3 separate regions of the Mus musculus genome follow, and regions 2 and 3 are each linked to region 1. A link is a contact called in public HiChIP or PLAC-seq data. All regions are on one chromosome and are shown on one strand. The core of a region is the stretch at or near the end of the contact, and the rest is flanking DNA. Distances in the headings are between cores, read along the strand shown.

Region 1 (2,737 bases), core at 138-2,637:
AGACTGATCTTAGTGACTTTGAGGCCAGCCTAGTTAATACAAAAGAAAAACCCTGTCTCGAAAATCAAAAAACAAAGCCAGGCAGTGGTAGTGTATGCCTTTCATCTCAGCACTTGGGAAGCAGAGGCAGGCGGATTTCTGAGTTTGAGGCCAGCCTGGTCTACAGAGTGAGTTTCAGGATAGCCAGGGCTATCTATACAGAGAAACTCTGTCTCAAAGAAACAAAAATAAAAAACAAAACAAAACAAAAAACCCCAAACCAAACAAAAAACAGCAACAACAAAAAGCAAGGCCACAAGAAACCCAGGATGGTAATGCACACCTAGAATGCCAACACTAGGGAGGCAGAGGACAATCTGTGAGATGATGTATATACATATATATTTGAAGCCAGCCTGGGCTACAACATGAGACTGTTTCAAAATATGCGCGCGTACACGTGAGCACACACACATACACACATACACACATACACACATACACACATACACAGTCTGAACACGGTGACAGATGCCTATACTCTTATGACTAATGACAGGAAGAGCATGAGTTTGAGGCAGTGTGATCAGAGTCTGAGTCTCTTTCTCTCCCCCTCTCTCCCTTCCTCTCTCCTCCCCCCTCTCTCTCATGTCAAAAGACAGGAGATTTTCCCATCACCAAATATGGGCCTAGGACCAGAAGGAGCTTGGACTGATAGGCCTAATCTCCAACCTTCTGTGTTATCTTGGGCCAGGGACTTAACCTCTGAAGCCTCAGGTTCCACATCTGTTAAATGGGAAAGCAATGGTTTCAACTGTGCTGAGGCGGAAGTCCTGTGCTGCACACCACATGAGGGTGACTGTGCTGATCCAATGCCAAGCCCCGCTCCCTCCAGTCTCCTGGCTTGGCAAGGGTCAGGCCCTTAATCCAGGGAACAGTTACCATGGCAATGCTGCAATGCCATCAACTGCTTCCCAGGCTTTCCTTCCTCCTCACTAGGAAAGGATAATCCATTTCAAACTAACAGGAGGCAGAGAAGGTGGGGTGGGCGGGGGCAGGGAAGCCTGGGTGCCACACAGAGTGGCCACAGGTTCCAAGGCAAGCCAGTGCTCCTCTTGAGGTTGGTGTGTAGGGAAGGAGAACAGGCTAGCTAGCCTCTAAAAGCCCACTGGATCTGGAGTCTATGACCCTATATCTAAGCAGTTTTTGGATTTAACTGGAGAATAGTGGTGGAGACATTTCTTTGAGAACTTTTTATCTTATTATTCGATTTTGCTAAAGAAGTGTGTGGGGAGGGGGTGCAGCCTGGAGGCCCCCAATCAGACTGTCCCTTCCCCCACACAAGAGTGCTTGCATTTGGATGGCTCACCAGCTGTGACAGGACCTGCCAGGTCACTCAAGCCTCTTATCAGTTTGGCCACAACAGGGCCTGAACTTTGGCCAGATGACTCTGTCCCTGCTTGGGGCTGCCAGGGCCTCCCTTTCTGGAAATTCCCACAGCAGCACTGGGCGTGATGCCCAGACAGCCAGTATCCGTGAAGATCTACCTTAGCTGAGTAGGTTTGATTACCCTCTCTCGTTTACCCCTGCTGAGAGCAGCCACACACCACAGCAGACCCATCATCTCTTGGAATCCAGCAGAAGCAGCCAGTAGCTTGGCAGCACACAGTATGACCAGTGAGACATGGGCAGGATTGAGAAGTTCTAGGCTAGCCTGTGCTCATGGGCAGGATTGAGAAGTTCTAGGCTAGCCTGTGCTCATGGGCAGGATTGAGAAGTTCTAGGCTAGCCTGTGCTACAGAGCAAAAACACTTCTCTCTCTCAGAAGGGGGGCAAGGGGAGCAGGGGGAGGTGCACACCTCTATTCCAGGGCAGAGGCCAGGTGGATCTCTTTGAGTTCCAGGCACTCTTGGGCTACATAGCAAGTGGCAGGCCAGTAGGGATATGTAGTGAAGCTGTCAAAAACAAAAACAAGCTAGGCAGTGGTGGCACACGCCTTTAATCCCAGCACTCAGGAGGCAGAGGCAGGTGGATTTCTGAGTTCGAGGCCAGCCTGGTCTACAGAGAAAGTTCCAGGACAGCCAGGGCTATACAGAGAAACCCTGTCTCGAAAAACAAACAAACAAAAAACAAAACCACTCTACCAAAAAATGCAAGCAGAAACTACTTGTGTTGGATCCTTACTGTGTAGCCAATTCCCCTCTGAAAAGGCAACTGGATTTTCCATCAGGCCCACAGATGTGAGGAGCTGAGGAAAGATCAGAGCAGAGCCAGGAGTGGAGGTCAAATCATTGCCTCCACTTCCTCTCCCTTCGCAGAGGACAGGAAAGGGAAATGTGCTAAGCTCTGACACTAGGCCAGGAGCGGCAAACACCTAATGCATGCTAATGTCCCACAGGCAAACCGGAGAGGTCACTGCCATTTTACACATGGAGGCCCTGCCCTGGGGCAGAGTGCTCAATGACAACACCGAAGACACAGCCAGAGGTGATAATCTGAGATTCAACTTTAGGCTGCTGGTTCTGGCAATAAGGGCTGCCAGGTGGTAGTGTTAGCAGCGGTGACGCACGCCTTTAATCCCTGGGTTTGGGAGGCAGAGGCAGGCGGATCCTTGAGTTCGAGGCCAGCCTGGTCTACAAAGTTAGGTCCAGGACAGCCAGGGCTACACTGAGAAACCCTATCTTGAAAATAAAAACCTGACACTTGTCTGTCTGTCTGTCTTTAGATAGACATCTATAGATAGATCCTAGCCTTCTCT
Region 2 (2,737 bases), core at 174-2,673, 390 kb after region 1:
CAAGGTTGGCCTTAAATTCTCTGTGTGGCTAAGGATGATTTTGAACTCCTGCCTCCACTTCTCAAAGGTCTGGAGTCACAGATGTGTACCACCATACCTGGCTCCCACTTTTGTTGTTGTTGTTGTTGTTTGTTTCTCGAGACAGGGTTTCTCTGTGTAGCCCTGGCTGTCCTGGAACTCACTCTGTAGACCAGGTTGGCCTTGAACTCAGAAATCCGATTGCCTCTGCCTCCCACATGCTGGGATTAAAGGTGTGCGCCACCACGGCCCAGCTGGCTCCCACCTTTAAAAAGGATTTATTTTTATTATTTTTAACGTGTGTGAGTTCACATGCACAGGAGTACAGACCCCACAGGAAGACGGAAGAAGGCATCGGCTCCCATGGAGCTGAAGTTATAGACAACTGTAAGCCACCCACATGGGTTCTGGGAATAAAACTCAAGTCTTCTTGCAAGACACTGTGTACTCTGAGCCATCTCTCCATCCCCTGTTCTCCTTTTTGAGGAGGTGAGGCTTTGAACTAACTCTGTAGACTAGGCTAGCCTTGGATTCACAGAGATCCACCTGCCTCTGCCCCCTGGGTGCTGGAAAGAAAAGCATGCACCGCCACGTCTACCTCCACCCTCCTACCTCAACCCCCTTAAAGACAAGGATGGAGAAAGAGAAGGCTTCACCCCTGTGATACCAGGACTGCATCCCAGGGCCTGACCCCCCTCCCCCTAGATCCCTCGACATTACCTTCTGGGTTATCCATTCAACTACCACATGTGGAGTGGTGCCATGGGCCAGGGTGAGACCCCTTGGAAATCTAAGGCACGCACAGTCCCTGCCAGCAGGGCCCTTGTGTCAGGAGTGCCTCCAGCGTCCCCCAGCTCCAGACTCTGGCCCAGCCAGCTGCTCTCATTGACACGGGTCAGGCAGTCCTCACACCCAAAGGGGAATCCTGACATGCTGTCAGGGGCCTGGACTTCAAAGAAGAGCAGTAATGGGTAATGGGCTGTCCCAGGCTAGCCCTCCAGGAGACGAGGGTTGAAAGCAGAGGAAAAGAAGTCTGCAGAGTCACCAGGAACCAGGGGCAGGGAGGAGAGCTGCCCAGAGCCCGAGGGTCAGGGACAGAAGGAGGGAAGCTGATAGATACACTGCTGAGCCTGAGCTCAGGAAGCCAGAGTCACAGGGCTCAAGGTCAGGCCCGCCCGCTCTTCCTTCCTCTGCTTGCTCAGCACCTCCTCCGAGACCTTAGGTCCCCGAACCGCAGGTGACCAATAGGAGCCCCCACCCCCACCCCCGAGAATTATCCATCTGGTCTCTCACACCATCAAACACAGACCCGTAGCCACCCACAACCTCACACACAGTGACAAATCCAGAGGTAGGGCTAAGGTAGCCATGGGAGCATGTGACAGACAATGCCTGCCCCCTGGCCTAGTCTCCTCCCTTCAGGGCAGTGCCTCCTGGGCCTCCTCCACCCTTTAGCCCCATTCACAGCTCAGTTCCCAGCTTCGATCGAGCAGAGGCCCCTTCTGACATGCCCTAACAGGCCAAGTTGACAAGCAGGCCAGGCAGGCTGAAGCTCCCACCCCCTCCACTGACATGCATCACATCGGCAGCGAAGCAGGGGACCCTGGGCTGCTCCAGACAGCTGGCACCAGGTGACTCAAAAGGTCTTCCCTACCTGGGCTCTCCTTCTCAGACCACAGTGACACACCAGTGATCCCTGCCCCTCTCAAAGTGGGTCATAGCCAAGGAAGAGGGAGGCTGAGGTAGGGGGCAGGGGAGTATTTTCCATGCCTGGCACCCAACCACCATCTGTCCAGGAGGGAAAGGAACAATCGCAGACAGGAGTCAGCACACAAAATGAAGGTGGGTCCAAACTTTCACCCAAAGGATGTTGGAAGGATTAAATCAACAAAAGAAAGCCTTAGCAGGGTGTGATAGTACCTGTCTGTACTTTCAACTGAGGAAGCAGGACAGTTAGAGGATAGCATAACCGTTTCAAAAACAAAAAATGAAAATCTCAGCACCGACCCAGGGTACACAGTAGGAGCTTGAAAATGCAAGCTGTTTAATATCCAGCCACGTAGCTACTCAGCTAGGCTTGCACAAGACACAGTGACAAGGCACATGCAGAACTTGCCATCATGGCCCCTCCCACTGCTGACCTACAGAGGCACCGTAGCTCCGCCCACAGCTGACCCGAGGCATTTATTGGCTGAGACACACTCCCTTCCCTCACAGGGGGAAGAAGGCCCACAGACCTGGCCTCTAGGCCCTCTGGGAATGGACAACATGAGACCCCAAGTGTGGCAGTAGAGGAGGAGTATGCCAGGCTGGCACGCGAGAGCCCAGCAGGAGGTCGCTGACGCCGAGGGGGCGGGGCTGAAGGCAGAGTCTTTGCTCTCTGTGGGAAATGAGCACTTACTGAAGAGAGGGAGCTCGGAGTCAGCCACAAAGTAAACACCCAGGCCATTGCCAAGGCAACCACAGCCAGTGTGGGTCAGGGCCCACCACAATCCCTCCACCCAGACACCCCTGCGCTGTCTTCGGTCTTCTGGGTGTCCTCTCTTCTGGCAGCTCCCTGTGAGTAAGGGCTTGTAGCCCCATGGCAGGCTGGGGTCTCTGGAATACCTGGCCTGCATCTATCTGTCCCTAGTGACAGGAGAAAGAAACTGCAGCCTCTCCCTTTGGACAGACAGCTCCTAAGGATGAAGGCTACTGCTTTTCAGAAGTGGATTTGCCC
Region 3 (2,737 bases), core at 90-2,589, 360 kb after region 1:
TGCCCCGTATCGCAGAACAGAAAAGATCCCCCAGGTATCAAATTCCCATTTCACCTTCTACCACCTGCTCTGGGCTCTCCAGGCAACCTGGTTCCTGGCACACAACTCTCAGCCTCCCTCCAGCCCTTAGTGAAGGGCTCCCCCAGGATACTCCCTCCCATACACTTCCTCTCTACTACAGACTCCCAGGAGCTTTATCTCAGCCTCCTAGACAGACAAACCCTACCCTGCTAAGCCCCTAAACTCCCTGTGCTGCGACCATCAGTGCACCTGTCACTGAGGAACAATGAGCACTTTCTCTGTGGTCATCAACCCCAAGAGGACAGGACTGAGCAAGCTGACTCCCTCACCTCAGTCACCTCAGGAGCAGGGGCTCTGTGCTCCCTGGCCTACAGAACCTCTTGACTCATCCTATAGTTCAGGGAACGAAGTTTGCTCCTGAAGTCGTATGCACACAACACATGGCTGTGTAGAAATCCAAACTATGGCAATTTAAAGTTCATTCTTCCCAGGTCCCACCCTACAGGGCCTTCTGTAGGTTCCACAACCATGGATTTGACCAAACATGGACCAGAAGCACTCAGAAAACAAAACAAAACAACACCTGCATCTGTACCAAAGGGTACAGAGGTTTTTTTTCTCCCTCCAAATCCCATAATCAACCCACAGGAACAACTATTTACATAGCCTCCCATAGCATGAGGCAAGATACGTCATCCGGAGATGAGTTACAGTGCCTGGGAGGATGTGTAAGCATCACACAGACACCAAGCTGCTTCATATAAGGGGCTGCATGTCCAGGAATCTGGAGACTCCATAAATACTGTGAGGGATTCCTGTAATGGCAGGAAGATAGAAGAACAGCAGCCCCCAAGTGCCAAGCTCTGTGGGGACCCCAGTCTCACTTTTCCTCCACTCTTTCTGCAATGCTAAGAATAGAACCCAGGCCCTTCCTTAAGTCAGGTAAGAGTTTCTCAAACACTATTTTTTTTCTCGTGTGTGTGTGTGTGTGTGTGTGTGTGTGAGAGAGAGAGAGAGAGAGAGAGAGAGAGAGAGAGAGAGAGAGAGAGACTAGGGTTTGAAACCAGGCCCTCACACCAGCTAGACAAACGTTTACCAATAGTCTATATCCCCAGCCCTTGTTTTACATTTTATTGAGACAGAATTTTAGTAAGTTGCTAAGGCTGGCCTTGAACCCACTCTGTAGCCTAGACAGGTTATGAACTTCCCATCCTCCTGTCTCAGCCTCCCAAATAGCTTGGATTACAGACTAGACTCACCACACACAGTATGGTACACCCTTGTTCACACCATGTCTTTTAAATGCTAAGGAGCAGGTTTGGGAAAGTGTTAGTCAGCTCCCCTTATAAACACTGAGTCATGAGCACTAGGCTCTGAGTCCTCACAGCGACAAGCCAAGGCGTCAAGAATCAATCTCTAAGCCACCCTGCCTCCTTTTTCTCTATCTCCAGCCCAGGGCTCCACGTCTGGTGCTCAGTCTCACCCCCGAGAGGTTAGAGCCCCTCCCTTCTGAGTTCTATTTGCCCCTTCCTGCTCCTCTCCTCACCCACTCACAAAGGCTCTTGGCTGGATCTTGTGGTGGCTTCTAAATGGTCTTCTTTCTCCCTGGCTTTTCTCACTAAGTCACCACGGGAAGCCACATGAGCACTAAGTCTGTGGCCAGAGGACCTCGTAGGTCTGAAGAGGACTGGCGTCTGCTTCCTTCACCCTGCCCTTGCTCCTTTGCCCTGAGCCCCGTCACTCATTCATGGTCTTTCAAGAATGGCTTGGTCAGGATGCACACATAGCTTGCCCTGTAGTTCCACAGCAGGCTCGCCTCTCGGTTAACCTCCTTTTCATGGTTCAGTAAATCTCCCTCCCCCAGAAGCTCTTCCTGGCCTCTCACCTTGACTCCTCAGGCTCAAGCCTGAAGTGGGGTCTTTTTTGGTTTGGTTTGGTTTGGTTATTTTGAAGCCAGCAGTTTCAGAGCAGGTATAAGAGGACCTGGAAAGTTCTGCCAGAGCCAGCTTCCATCCAGCCCGTCCTCCTTCCTCAGCCCACCTTACCTTCCCCTTCTTGGTGAGGATCTGTTTATAATACAACCAGCCTTCTCTCCTGATATCACTGAAGGTTGCATCTGAGAGGTCAGAGGTTGAGTGTCGTTTAGAGGGGGCATCAGCATCTTCAGAGGTGCCCCAGCTATCTAGAGACTGTAGGGAGAAAACATTAGGCAGTTTAGGGTGGCTCCCATAATACCAGCATCTCAGGAGCCTCATGGACCACTGGCAGCCACAAGGGCCTGGCGAGTGTCTGGGCTGTACTCTGATGTGCTGTGTGACCTCATGGGCTTGCTTGTCCTCTCTGGACTGTTTGTGTTGAGGTCATGAGACCTCATGAAGAAGCAAGAAAGGAGGAAAGAGCTCGACCTGCCAGCAGGACGTGTGGCTCCCCATGCTGGAAGAGCCAATCTGGGCCTTCCTTCAGCTTTACAGCCTCCAAGCATTGAGGAAACGGGGAAGCAGTTGTGGCAATAAGGAGTTAGGTAAACAGTGGAAGTGGGAACATCAACAAAGACCAAGCAGCGACATGACAGGGAGTCAAGCCCACCAGGAGTTAGATAACAAGTGATGGTGTCAGCAGGAATCCAGCCTCAGAGCTGGCAAGCACAGGGACAGTTCAGTAAGCCAAGGACGTGACAAGGGGTGCCAGGTGGCCCTGAAGGTGCGAAGCTAACAAA

Evidence for each region. HiChIP or PLAC-seq counts read pairs in DNA pulled down with a chosen protein or histone mark.
Region 2: a FOXA1 HiChIP or PLAC-seq map of pancreatic cancer cells shows a contact between it and region 1. The contact joins two enhancer-like sites. A contact is called at or near these places in 1 of 115 datasets of contacts at active chromatin or transcription factors (pancreatic cancer cells) and 1 of 9 other capture datasets (adipose tissue).
Region 3: a contact with region 1 is called in a FOXA1 HiChIP or PLAC-seq map of pancreatic cancer cells. The contact joins two enhancer-like sites. A contact is called at or near these places in 1 of 115 datasets of contacts at active chromatin or transcription factors (pancreatic cancer cells) and 1 of 9 other capture datasets (adipose tissue).

The regions. Positions count from the first base shown.
Region 1 is chr11:97,819,726-97,822,462 of GRCm38.p6, reverse strand. All of the region lies in intron 3 of Lasp1 (LIM and SH3 protein 1), which reads right to left. Among named protein-coding and RNA genes, the nearest start is that of B230217C12Rik, 20 kb to the left of the region's middle. Within about 2 kb of position 1,387, at least 132 of the 459 cell types and tissues checked have an H3K27ac peak or open chromatin away from gene starts, as enhancers often do. A contact at or near this core is called in adipose tissue and pancreatic cancer cells, where this site is marked.
Region 2 is chr11:97,434,692-97,437,428 of GRCm38.p6, reverse strand. It overlaps a transcript of Arhgap23 not described here. Among named protein-coding and RNA genes, the nearest start is that of Arhgap23, 14 kb to the left of the region's middle. Within about 2 kb of position 1,423, at least 342 of the 459 cell types and tissues checked have an H3K27ac peak or open chromatin away from gene starts, as enhancers often do. A contact at or near this core is called in adipose tissue and pancreatic cancer cells, where this site is marked.
Region 3 is chr11:97,455,928-97,458,664 of GRCm38.p6, reverse strand. Arhgap23 (Rho GTPase activating protein 23) reads right to left here. Exons shown (of 19, transcript NM_021493.2): 6 at 2,067-2,210. Among named protein-coding and RNA genes, the nearest start is that of Arhgap23, 7.1 kb to the right of the region's middle. Within about 2 kb of position 1,339, at least 14 of the 459 cell types and tissues checked have an H3K27ac peak or open chromatin away from gene starts, as enhancers often do. A contact at or near this core is called in pancreatic cancer cells, where this site is marked.